Linked DNA regions of Danio rerio: region 2 is linked to region 1. The links are chromatin contacts, called in public Micro-C maps. All regions are on one chromosome and are shown on one strand. The core of a region is the stretch at or near the end of the contact, and the rest is flanking DNA. Distances in the headings are between cores, read along the strand shown.

What was found. Hi-C and Micro-C count contacts between places; a contact is called where the count stands out from the background.
Region 2: a contact with region 1 is called in a Micro-C map of caudal fin, with 3 times the contacts expected there. The contact joins the promoter of trappc6bl here to the enhancer-like site in region 1. A contact is called at or near these places in 3 of 18 Hi-C or Micro-C datasets (caudal fin, embryo and hematopoietic stem cells) and 1 of 4 datasets of contacts at active chromatin or transcription factors (embryo).

Annotation. Positions count from the first base shown.
Region 1 is chr15:15,890,669-15,897,414 of GRCz12tu, reverse strand. No RefSeq gene overlaps it. Among named protein-coding and RNA genes, the nearest start is that of zgc:162730, 120 kb to the left of the region's middle. Within about 2 kb of position 1,889, at least 2 of the 62 cell types and tissues checked have an H3K27ac peak or open chromatin away from gene starts, as enhancers often do. A contact at or near this core is called in caudal fin, where this site is marked.
Region 2 is chr15:16,110,552-16,117,297 of GRCz12tu, reverse strand. It overlaps trappc6bl (trafficking protein particle complex subunit 6B, like), which reads left to right and starts at 4,048. Exons shown (of 7, transcript NM_200661.1): 1 at 4,048-4,080; 2 at 4,680-4,771; 3 at 4,855-4,922; 4 at 6,068-6,185. The coding sequence starts at 4,682. si:ch211-116o3.5 reads left to right here. Exons shown (of 4, transcript NM_001305574.1): 4 at 924-2,248. The coding sequence ends at 1,393.

The DNA.
Region 1 (6,746 bases), core at 640-3,139:
ATTTTACAATATATGATTGAAAATGTATAAAGGAGCTATATGATTAATATGGACTTCTTGGCATTGGTTGGGAAACCCTTAATCCCTCGAGACCCTAAGCAGCTGCTTATCTCGCTTATTGGTTAAGTTCGCCCCTGTTTGTGACAAATCAGCCTAACTGCTGACATTTTCCTTGTTAAAATTGTTGCCTGACTGTTGAAGATTTGTTGACTCAGTTTAATCGTTAAACTTAGCCAGTGGTCAGAGTTGAAAAAAAAAAAAAAAAGTGTTAGAGCACTTTCTGATTCCCACACCAAACGTAAGCAACTTCTGAAAAAGGAACTCAGACTGGCAAGATCTGTGAAATTGTTTTGAAAGAGTGAATAGATACATTTGTAGTTTCTACAGAGTTTGTACTGCATTCTTCTTCAATCATAGCAAGTTTCAACCTATATTATAACATTACTGAGACTGCCAGGGCCACAAACATGACGATAAAGGGAACAAGTGATCTTTGAAAATGACCATCTGAATAGATCTATAATACTTCTATGCTTGAAATCTTTGAAATTAAAAAAATAAATAAAAAATTGTCACATTCACTGAGAGAAATTAGGTAGAAGGTAATATTTCTAGTTTTAACATTGTTTGTTTCTGGCAAGGGTGTAGATTTGGACTTGACAATGGTGGGGAAATACATACCTATAGCACATAAATAGAACAACACAAACTCTCTTTTGTGTTATTTTAAATATAAATAAAAGCTTTGAACACTTAATAATAGGAATAATAATTAATGAAGGACATTTCATGCTGCAGAAGTTAATTTTGTGTTTTACTGTAATCTGGTTTTGAGGAGGTATGAATGCAGAGAAATTTAAAGGGCACATGATGCAATTAGCTAAACCACTTCATACTTATTATTATTATTTTCATAATCATGAAAGCCAAAATCAAAACTGAATTCCTTGGTTCATATTATTATGGTGAACTCCAATTGAACTTACCTTTAAAATCTTGTCAAAAATGATGTCTACATCTTGTACAGTGAACAGCGACAGGAAAAGTTCCTTGTTTTGGCGATTCTCACATCCAAACGTAATTACAGCTGTCATTAACAGCATAAATAAACCCAGCCAATCACACTGTCCTTATGTGTTTGTGGGAGAGAGGACAAGACACCATAATTTAACTCTATATGCATGCCAACTAAGGGCTGACAGAGCTTTTTATTTTATTTTATTTTTTTGAAGGTGATTAAATTATTGGTGGGAACATTTCAGTAGTTGCTGGATATTGGTGGGGACACTTCCCCTCCATCCATGCCAAATTGCCCTTGATTTCTGGACATTGCTGTTTAAAAGAAAGAAGCGAGCCACGTTCCGTTTTTATTACTGAAAATGGATCCAATTAAATAATTTATTCACGTAGCCACCTTAAAATCCCAATAGCTATCTTTGGAAGTGAACCACATGAATTTAAAGTGTAAGATACTCACCCACTACCTCACTTTCCCTTATTTTTCCCTTACTTATCATGGGACTACCAGTTTAGAAAAAAAATGTAACAGAAAAATGAGTTAGGAAGCAAAATCTCAATACATATTAAGATATCTTGAGTTACAGACATGCAAACTTCAGAACATTTAACACAAATAAAGCACCCGTTCTCATTTTCGAATAGTCACAATAGTCATGTCAACATATTTTTACTAGTCCAACCAATTTCTTGCTGCCAACTTTCTAAAGTAATATCCCCTGGCTCCAAATTGCATGTTATATCAATGTGAACTCAATTTACTAAATAGTTCATTCATCTAAATTAAGTATGGTGCAGCTCAGCCTAACAGTAGACGCATTAGCATTTAGCTTATGATTAGATGATTTATTTTTTCTGACAAATTCACAAACACAGGCATTCAAGAACATGTAGTCCTTTCAAATTCTAATTTGTTGTGAGATTCAAAGAATAGGCAGTGTCTATAAAGACAGGCAAGGCTTATTGTAAACGTATGAGTAAAAACGTGCTTCGTTGTGGCTTCAATTGTTGTCATCAGACTGGAAATAGTCATCCCAGGGTCAAACAGCAGAGGGCAGTGATGCTCTTTCTTTTTTCCAGTAGGAAACCATCTGCTCTTGGGAGTTTTCTTGCAGATGTATGGCACACTCCAGTGATGCCTACTGTAGATCCACAATAAATAGACAGAATTACAACACCTGTAACTCATTTTCATATTCATTTCCCATCTCACGGAGCGTTTGTTTGTTTATTATTTATATATTTGCTTGACTGTGTTGCCAGGTAGCAAAAGTGACATAACCTCATTTCTATTAAGCATTTTCCACAGATTTTTATTTTTTTATTTTTTTGCCTTAAACGTTGACAGGAGAGAGGACAAAAAAGTTAAATTAAATGTAAGGCTATGCTAATAATCACCAAATAACAACTAATAAAATCAAATTTAAATGCTTAAAATTTTATAAAACACAAATAAAATGAACCTTAAAATAAGGTCCCGTATAATAGCACTAGTTGACTGTTGCATTAACTAATATGAACTTTCAATCAAGTCATGAAATGTTGTATTTTATTAACCTTTACATTTAATAAAATAGTTTGTTGTGTTAGCTCATCTTATATTTCTATGTTAACAGATACCTCATTTTAACAAAAGTGTTCCACTAATTGTTGAGAAACATTACTATGAATAAATGCCATACAAGTATTGTTCATTGTCAGTTCAGGGTGGTTATCTAATGTTAACATGTTATTTTGTGTTATGTTTGAGGTTGCCCATTTTGTTTTTGAGGTATCTTACTATGTTTACATTCTTCTAAAGTCAAAAAATCACTTTCAATTATTTATAATATATATTTTACATCACCTCATTTCTCAAAGAGCAACATTTCTTTTGAAGATTCTTTTGAAATTTTGTTCGTCCAAAACCACTTCCCTTGAGTCTTCTCTGCTCTGTTTGGTTTCATGGCCCAAATGTGTTGCGATTGGCTGCCTGTTTACAGTGCGACTCAGAAACCAATTACAGCATCTCTCACCATCCGAATTTCAGTTCAGACATCATGCATTCCATTGGAAAGTAGGGTTGGTTTTGATTTTATGTCGGTTTGAGCCTGTGTCCAATAATGTATGACTTGTCCAAATTCGGCCCAGGAGGGCCAGTATTCTGGAGAGTTTAGCTCCAACCCCAATCAAAAACACATGACCTAGCTAGTCAAGCTCTTACTAGATATACAAGATTGCGCTAAACCAAGCTGAAGCTAAACTCAGCAGAACACTGGCCCTCTGGGACCAAGTTTGGACACCCCTGACTTAAAGAACGCCAACCTGATTTTATCAAGTAGGACATGTTCCTCGATTAATATCTATGTTGATCCTGGAACAACATTCCAATCAGCCAATCAGAAATAAGGAATACATTTACCATGTGTTAGGTTAAAATGCACTTCTACATTATTGTTATCTATCATTCTCCTCTGATTTGGGTAATAATTTACAGCTATGTTTGGGTTAAAGGGTAGAAAATAGGTATGGATTACATTTTCGAACAAAAATGTTTGTTCCAGGATCAACACAGATGTTAATCCAGGATTGTATCACACTTGACATGTGCTAAATCATGGCATGTGCAAGTTATTCACCTCCAACCTCCATGATTTAAACAGGGAGCTTAACAGAGGTATTTCTAAGGTACATTCTGATATGATATTCTTCTTCATCAGCATTAGCAAATTTATCAGGGGATGTTTAAAACTAAAATTCTACCAAAAAGTACAAACACAATGCCTTCCAAAAACAGGCACCCTTAATAAATATGAGCAAATAAGACTGAAAAAAGTGTGTAATTTAATCTTTTACTAAAATCTTAACAAGATGAAGTAATTTGAATTTGTTTTTGAATAAGAGTAAAAATCTTTTCTCCAATTTGTTTCCTGAATCCCTTAAAGAATCCCAAACAATTTGTCGTGATGTTGGTGATTTCAAATTGTTGTATGAGACATTTGACTAAATTTTACAGAGATTTTTTTTCATACCTCCAGCAGTGCAAAACAGACACACACACACCACACATGCATTTTTAGTGTTTCTATCCATCTGTCCATCCATGCATCCATCCACCCATTCGTCCGTCCATCCATCCATCCATCCATCCATCCATCCATCCATCCATCCATCCATCCATCCATCCATCCATCCATCCTTCCATCCTTCCATCCATCCCAGGATCCATTCTCTCAAGATGTTCAACAAGCAGTTAAATTGCTTTGTGTAATGCATTTAATTTAATTTACTTTACGAAGCATTCAGAAAAAGCTTAAGCACAAGCTTAATCCTGACATTGGTAAGCAGACATTGTTTGCGGGCAGCCAATGAAGACCACAGGCTGGCATTATGCTAACGAGTTATGGATCTAAGTAGATCAATTAAGGAAATGCAACTAAAATCTAAGACAACTCATTTCAACAGGTCAGAATCAATTGTTTCCTTCAGTAGACAATAGCTTTATTTGTCGCTTTACGAAAGTAATAGTAAGAAACATTCAATAAAAGAATGCATAATTTAGCATTTGAGATACAATTAACTGCAACCAAAACAACATTAGGTAATTGATTACAATATATTACAAATTACTGATTACTACTTGAATATTGTAATCTGATTACATTACTAATTACTTCATGCAAAAGTAATCAGATTACTTATTACTTTAAAGTACTACACTTTTAAAACACATGAAACCTATTTTAAAATATATGAAACCTACTTTACTTTTAAAACATATAAAACATATAAACTGCAGCTCTTTCAGTAATTTCATATTCACTGAAAAATGCTATAATTGCTTGATTAAACCAGCTTAACATTTGATATTTTGATATTCAAAATACTCAGAGTTCACTCAAAACTTAAACTTCTCCCATCGTTTACTTTTTCCATCCTGTTTGTCTTTAAAAAAAAAAAAAAAATTGAAGAAAACTGGATACCTGAAACCATTGACATCCATAGTATGAAAAAAAACTGCAGTGTTTGAGTGTTTTGTGTTTGTTTGAGGTAATTTGTCTACCGAAATGTGCATATTCCAAAGTATGAAGCTGACCGGTCAGTTCTTGTCATGTGACATGCGGTTTTTAAGTGGGTGCACATGGGAAATGCAAATGAAAATGCGCTGCCAATATGCATGCAATACATGAACGGCCCCATAATCAGCTATGCTTCTCTTCACATTCAGAAGGTACCTTCAATCCCAATGCTGCACACAAATTCAATGTATCCCGTTTAGGCTGAGTTGGGCTGCCGTGTTTTTAGGCCCCGGTGTCTTTCTTGGTGACGAGTAATGTTGTAGAATGCTTTCTGTTCTAGTGCTTGAACAAGTTGTTGGTCAAGATAAGAGCAGCTAAAAGTTTGCATCAATATTTTTGTATTTATGTTCAATTAAATCAAAGCTATGTCTTTATTTCCACTTGATGAAACAGCCACTCTCGACAGCAACCATTTCAGCTCGCATTTTCCAGCAATTTAAAACCCTATTAACTGATGTTGCAGCAGAAAACGTGATTTGAAAGAATAATAATAAAAAAATTGTATTGTATGTAATGCAATTACTTTAGTAACTGTAATAAAATTACTGCGCATTACTGTGTTCCTAATTTTTTTTTTAGAATACAGTAGCGCGATAATGTGCAATATGTTATTTATTTAATTTTATTCTGAACACAAAAGGATATGGCAAACCCACCAAACTAATTATGTCTAGTTTAAAGCACATTATGTAAGATATTTTGAATAAAACAACCGAAAACCACGAAAATAGTTATATATTTTGCTGACTTATGCATTTGTATTATCCCAAATGTTTTGAAGAATGTTTAAATCGAGAGAAATTAACTAGTGACACAAGCTGTGTCCATCCACCATGAGAATGTTGTTAAATACCCTCGATTTCCAGGGTCAAACAACAAAGACCCTTTTAATATGTAATGACTGCACAGAGCAGAATTATAACAGATCCCTTATAATGTGTTTAGTATGCTAAAACAGCACTGCTTTTTCCTGACATGATCACAATAAAAGAAATGTAAGCTGTGAACTGTAGCATAATAAAAGCTCGGCTGTTTTCATGCCGCATCATGCCTCAATGGCTTTCAGCTTTACTCTGCTTCATACTACCATGATAATACCAACCGAGGCTCATTCTGAAAACGTAGTCCTGCAGACGTTTCTGGACACCGCGGAATACGTCCCGGGAGGTATGTACGGCTATAGTTTTTGTTTTTGCGAATCCGCGAGAGGCTGTTGCGTGCGCTATTTCGCATCTCAAATGCCTCTCACGAGTGCAGTTCGCGCCCGCGCTGTTCTCGTGTGAACCCACCAGAGGCCACTGTCTGACTGACTGGATGATTGACTGCGCGACCAGCCAATCGGCTGACCCGCCCTTCTCCTTTCCTAAACCCAACCAATTTTACCGATTGACCCGCCCGCCCGCCCGCTCACTTCCCTAAACCCGACCAACAATTTACAAAAGCCGTCCAAAAAAAGAAAAGCCCTGATTTTTTTTTTTTACCGCATTTTTTAATTTTACCACTTCACTTTATTTTTTGGATTCTATTTTTGTCTTGATTTCTGAAACCGCTCTTCCCCAGACTCGAAACCGATCGTCGTGGTCAACTCCTCTCTGCGTCTCAAGTCTGCCGATGTACAGGAAGAGCTGAGTGGACAAACGGGTTGCAGCGTGAAAGCCCTCCACACAGAGG
Region 2 (6,746 bases), core at 2,799-5,298, 220 kb before region 1:
TGTTCCACCACATCCCAAAGGTGCTCTATTTGATTATGATCTGGTGATTGTGGAGGCTGTTTGAGTACAGTGAACTTATTGTCATGTCCAAGAAACCAGTCTGAGATGATTTGCGCTTTATTACATGGCACTCTATCCTGCTGGAAGTAGCCATCAGAAGATGGATACAATGTGGGATGGACATGGTCAGCAAAAATACTCAGGTTGGTCGCGGCGTTGACATGATGCTTAATTGGTACTAATGGGCCCAAAGTGTGCCAAGAAAATATCCCCCACACCATTACACCACCACCACCACCAGCCTGAACTGTTGATAAAAGGCAGGATGGATCCATGCTTTCATGTTGTTGACACCAAAATCTGACCCTACCATACAAATGTTGCAGCAGAAGTCAAGACCCATCAGATCAGGCAACGTTTTTCCAATCTTTTACTGTCCAATTTTGGTGAGCCTGTGCGAATTGTAGCCTCAGTTTCCTGTTCTTAGCTGACAGGAGTGGCACCCGGTGTGGTCTTCTGTTTCTGTACCCCATCCGCCTCAAGGTTTGATGTATCCTCTGCATACCTCAGTTGTAATGAGTGGTTATTTGAGTTACTGTTGTCTTTCTATCAGCTTGAACCAGTCTGGCCAATATGGTCATTATTTCTTTAATACATTTAATTTCTACGTAAATATGTTTAAAATGTCCTGTTCATTTAAAAAAAGTAACCTAAAAGGCCATCAAACTTTTAGAAGTAGTAAGAATTTTTAGTATTATTGAGTCAAGAAATTAAATTACTTATTGAATAATTAAGTTACTTTACAGACCAATTAATTAGAAAGTAATTTAAGTACAATTTGAAGGTAATAATTCATAAATCACTTTTTTGAAGTTACTTACCCAACACTGCTTACTTGCTTTGTTCCCGTTTTACTCTGGCAGGAACTTCTGAGGAGACCAGCAGTCTTATCCTCCAGCAACTGACTATCCTAAACCACCGGCTTGGAGAGCAGCTAGCCGAGCAGAGGGCCTTCCACTGCAGCATGCTGGGAATGATGGACCGCCAGATCCAGGTACTGGAGCAGCTCTCCAATTTCACCAGGAACCACCAGCCCAAGGTCAAAACCCCAGAGATAGACTCCTCAGTCAGTCTGACCGTGCATGAAGCTCAAACGCAGACTCTTGAATCATGTCCCACGTTTATCTTGCCCAAAACCGAACCAACAGATGCTCCTTGGAAGGTTTCAGTCCTGGAAGTCCACAAAAGGTCTCCTTCTGAACCGACAATTGAAAATGAGATTTCTCAAACCATGGAAGAACGCAACAAAAACGCCTCTAGTCCACCTTCTTTAGAGATTTCATCTTTAACCAAGAACGCTATTGTGCAGAATGGGCTGTGTAAGCATGATTGAGTGCTTGGGTTGTTATGCATTTGATAGGAACTCTTTTGTCATGTAGATGTTTCAGGAGTGCAATATCTGAAACATCAGCAGAATACGTGTTTTTCTTTCAGTTTCATAGGAAAGTATTTGGTGCTCTGATGTTTTAATCAGTAACACTTTGGAGAACTACAACAATAGACTCATTGTTATTATTTATTTAGTCTGGGTTGTTTGCGAACTAACACTTGATGTGTATTTTAGATGGTAAGTCATTCAGCAGTGACTGATTTGAAATCACAGTTTGGACCAAGGTAGATTTTTGTCCGTAATCATCTAGCATTATCTGAGAAAAAGTCGCTGGTAAGCTTAAAGATGTGTAAAAGTATGAGCTTCTTCCAGTCAGATTTGGGACACACCTCAAGGCTGATTTTAATGAAAGGCTGTGTGTCGTCATCAATTTAATCATCTAATCTCAACTCGTATGTGATTTAGTATGAACTGTTAATTTCAATAACTGCTTGCCTCTTATTATAAAGTAATATTTCACTGATGTGTGGTGTCATACTGTTTTTATACATGCAAACATTTTGGGTAACGGCACTAATTCTTTCTCATATATGGGGTACTGACAATCTATTTTTATGTTCAATATGGGTACTCTATCAAAATGTTAGTTTAAGAGTCAAGCCAAAACACAGCTAGTAAAAGTAAAATACACTTGTAATCATATCAGCAACTTATACTATTAATGTGTGGATTATGTTTGTAATTTATCTATTTGTATGTCTCCCTCTCTCTCTTGACCATCAATCAAATGAGCTAGCTAGCTAGCTAGATAATCGTATGAAAATTAGCAATGGTTTCACTACAAAAAATAATAGAAACATACATGTAAATAATATAACAGTAACAATTTAAACACTAAAATAAAAAATATGGTAACCAACCATAAATTCACCATTATTTTTGCTACACTTACCATGGTTTAAGCAAGGTATTTGTACTTAAGCATCAGGTATGTAATCAGTGAGGCAAAAAGGCGTTTTCTACCGTTCTAATATAATAAATCTAGTAGGCAAATTTTTGTAAGGATTTAATTTTTTTTAATTAACATTACTAACAGGGAACACATAAATCATTGATTTGTGCTAATATTGTGTGACCTGAATACAAATGATACATATTCATTGTACAATTAATAACACACGTTACAAAAGCTAAGGAAAAAAAAACAATACATGAAAGAAAACAAATATTTAAAGAAAATAAAAATATATAAATACGTATGAAAAAATAAAACATAAATATCTCAAACTATACTAGAATTATGAGAGTGTTACAAAGTTTTAAGTCAATACAAAATGTTCTAAAATTAGGCAAACACTGAATAACTCTACCTACATTTGTAGGCCACAAAAAGTAAAAAATGTAAACACATTGTCCAGCTCCTTACAATTCAAAATGTGTCGTCAATTTCCCCCTCCAAAAAAATTAGGTTGTCACAAAATAAAAAAAGAGGTGGCGCAGTAGGTAATGCTGTCGCCTCACAGCAAGAAGGTCGCTGGTTTGAGCCTCGGCTGGGTCAGTTGATGTTTCTGTGTGGAGTTTGCATGTTCTACCTGCATTTGCGTGGGTTTTCTCCAGGTGCTCCGGTTTCTCCCACAGTCCAAAGACATGCGCTATAGGTGAATGGGGTAGGCTAAATTGTCCGTAGTGTATAAGTGTGAAGGAGTGTGTATGAATGTTTCCCTGTGATGGGTTGCAGCTGGAAAAGCATCCGCTACGTAAAAACATATGCTGGATAAGTTGGCGGTTCATTCCGCTGTGGCTACCCCATATTAATAAAGGGACTAAGCCGAAAAGAAAATGAAAGAATTAATAAAAATCAAAAAGTTTTTTGTAAGCTGAGATGACAAGCCAAGATATTTCTGTCCAAAATTATTCTACAAAATTGCATTCTAAAATAAATGCACTTTTTTTCCAGATTAGAACATAATGTGCATTGCGATGAGTTGTTTATATTAAATTTAGATAATAAAGAATTACTGGAATAGTATTTATGAAGGATTTTAAAATAAAGTTATTAGGTTTCCCAGAGATGGGTTGCGGCTGGAAGGGCATTCGCTGCGTCAAAACGTGCTGGATAAGTTGGCCGTTCATTCCACTGTGGCGACCCTGGATTAATAAAGGGACTAAGCCGAAAAGAAAATGAATTAAGTAATTCTTAGGCACTAAAAACTTGATACCAGGCCAAAGTTTAATGGTGGAAAGAACCGGGTAATTTAATTTCCACTTATGAAAAAGCTTTCAGTTACAAGCTAGACATATTTACAAAATTTCTAAATGTACCACATTTAATATTTTATAAGGATATTTTTGTTAACTAGCAAATGTTATGTAGCCTATTGATGCTACTGTTTAAAGAGATAGTAGTATTTTCTTTAATACTTTTAAAAGAAGTCCTGTCAAGGTTGCATCCGTTTAACACAGTAAAGACTCAAGTATTTAAATGGTAATTTTGTGAAACATCATAAAAATAATGTGTAATTTGAGGGAAGAAAAATGAAAGCGTCAGATATTCCCGTGTTTTCCTCCACTACAGCAGGTGGCAGTATTGGTTGTCAGAATCGGCGCTACAGCAGGAGAACTGAAGACGGACAAGTGTTTGGTTCTTTATAAATGTATTTTTATTCCACACCTGAAGATACGTGCAAGCAGTAAGTAATTTTAAAAGTGTTTACGCTGACGCCACATCATATTTACGGCCAACTAATTGAGCGAGTATCGTTAAATATCGATAGATGTGCAGAATAGCATTAGCTGATCTGTTTGAGCAGAAGTCAACAGTTCTACAGATGCACATTTCTATGTGCTGTGAGTTTTTAGCATTACGTATCAGTTATTTATTTTCAATGTAGTCTTTAAATGAAAAGAGTGATTTAATTATTATTTAAACAAAACGTTACAGTGAAGACACAATTGCACAGCTCTTCTAGCATTTGGCATGGAAAGACCCAGCTTCATATTTTCAGGAATAGACACAATTGAATATTTGAATAAACGAATACGTGTAAAGAATATTTTGTTTTTATTATGCTTTTCTATTCTGCTCTTAGTTTACTTAAATCTATATTTATTCCTGTATGCATTTAAATGCTTATTCAAATATTGTGACATTATGAAGCAACAACTGTCATCTCTTCAGTAAACATAGTGAGAGATAGAAATAAAAGAGGCAGTTGGTTTTAAAATGTCTGATCTTCAGTGTGAGCCTTTACAGATGTTTGAGGATCTTCCTGTGGATGTTGTCTTTCAGGTATGGCAGATGACGCTCTGTTTGAGTTCCTCCACATGGAGATTGTTGCTCATGTTTACAAAGAGCAGGCGACCCGTGATGACATTGATAAGGTACCATGTTTTCTTTTCTTTAATAATTATGTCATGTTGTCTTGTTTACTTGTGTCATTCATACTGGGATTTGCTTTCTTCAGGAGCGAGTGACGTGTGTTTCTACTCTAGAGTTGATGGGCTTCAGAGTTGGACAAGGACTTATTGAAAGGTATTGTGAGTTTTACATGTTGTTTATACATGCACTGAAGTATAATTCTTTTAAGTCACAGTTTATAAACCTGTTTCCTCTCCAATATTTAAAACAATTTATCCAACGCAATTTCGTTTTACCCTTCTTAAAAAATATATATTTTCTTTAAGTTACAATTCATTTTTTTTTTTTTACTTCTACATTAACATTTATGCATGATATCTTAGAATCTGTAACAATGAATATGAACCAAAAATTCTTTTCAGGCATAAATACAGCAAGAGTCATTTGATGATAAATTTAAGGATCACAGTGGAGCCCCAAACACTTATTTAAAATCTTTATATTTTGCCAGTATTTTTTATTTTTTATATTTTCCAAAACCACTAGATTTGACCTATTTATCAGCAAGATGGCCCCTTTTTCTTTTATAAATTTTACAGAGGTCAGAATAAATGTTTTTTCTTTTTTCTATTTTTTTACATGACTGTATTTGTCACTGTCAATGACGATGGATCAGATATTATTGTACCCATATTACGAATATTTATTTCCACATAACATATATACACACACACACACACACACACACACACACACACACACACACACACACACACACACACACACAGTTGAAGTCTGAATTATTAGCTCCCTTGTTTATTTTTCCCACCAATTTCTGTTTAACAGAGGGAACACTTTTTTTTTCAACACATTTCTAAACATAATAGTTTTATTTTATCTTTGATATGATGAAAGTAAATAATATTTAACTAGATAATTTTCAAGACACTTCTATACAGCTTAAAGGGTTTTTAAAGGCTTAACTGGGTTAATTAGGTTAACAAGGCAGATTAGGGTAATTAAGCAAATTATTGTATAACGATGGTTTGTTCTGAAGACTATCGAAAAAAAATATATAAAATATAAAATATAGTTTAAAGGGGCTAATAATTTTGACCTTAAAATGTTTTTTTTTTTTTTAATTAAAAGCTTTTATTCTAGCCAGAAAGAAAACCCAAATAAGAAAATAATCAAAGGGGGGCTTAAGAACTCCGTTTTGTGAGCAAATAAGTCACTGTTATGTTTTATTATTAGAGGATAGCACACAAGCTTCCGTTTGAATCTAACAATGCCATGACTCTGCTCATGTTTTTCAAAAGGTTTACAAAAGACTGCCCCACTTTCAAAGATGACTTGGACATAATGAAGTTCGTATGTAAAGACTTCTGGAGCACTATCTTCAAAAAACAAATCGACAACTTGAGGACCAACCATCAGGTCTCAATGTTCAGTACTATCTTTATAAGAAGAATAGAGACAACTACTACCTCATTTGATGAAGTTCACAAATAATAATAAAACCTTCTATCACATATATATTTTGTCACAAAAAATAAATGATTGAATGAAAATTAATCATTTGATAATAATCAAATGATCAACTTACAATCTGTATTCAAGGAATGTTTAAGAACTCTGTTTACTACCAAGGAAGTATCACATTTTTTTTTTTTTAAATGAATGAATCAGCCAAAAAAAAAAAAAAAAGTTAAATACTTTGTGTCACGTTTTGGATGTTTTAAAACATCAGATGTCATTTTGCATAAAATCTGAAAAATGTTTTGTATAAGACATTGCACATGAAATCAGCTGATACTTTAACAAAGAGTTTTTTTTAGGAATATTTATCTATTTTTCATTTGTTACATTATGTTTTGTCATGTTTAATGCTTTACATGATAAAACATACTTTCATCATTTTACAAATGGTTCTCAAGTGCATAACAATGCATAATAGATAAATAATGTACATAATTAAGCAAAACAACACAATTGTTG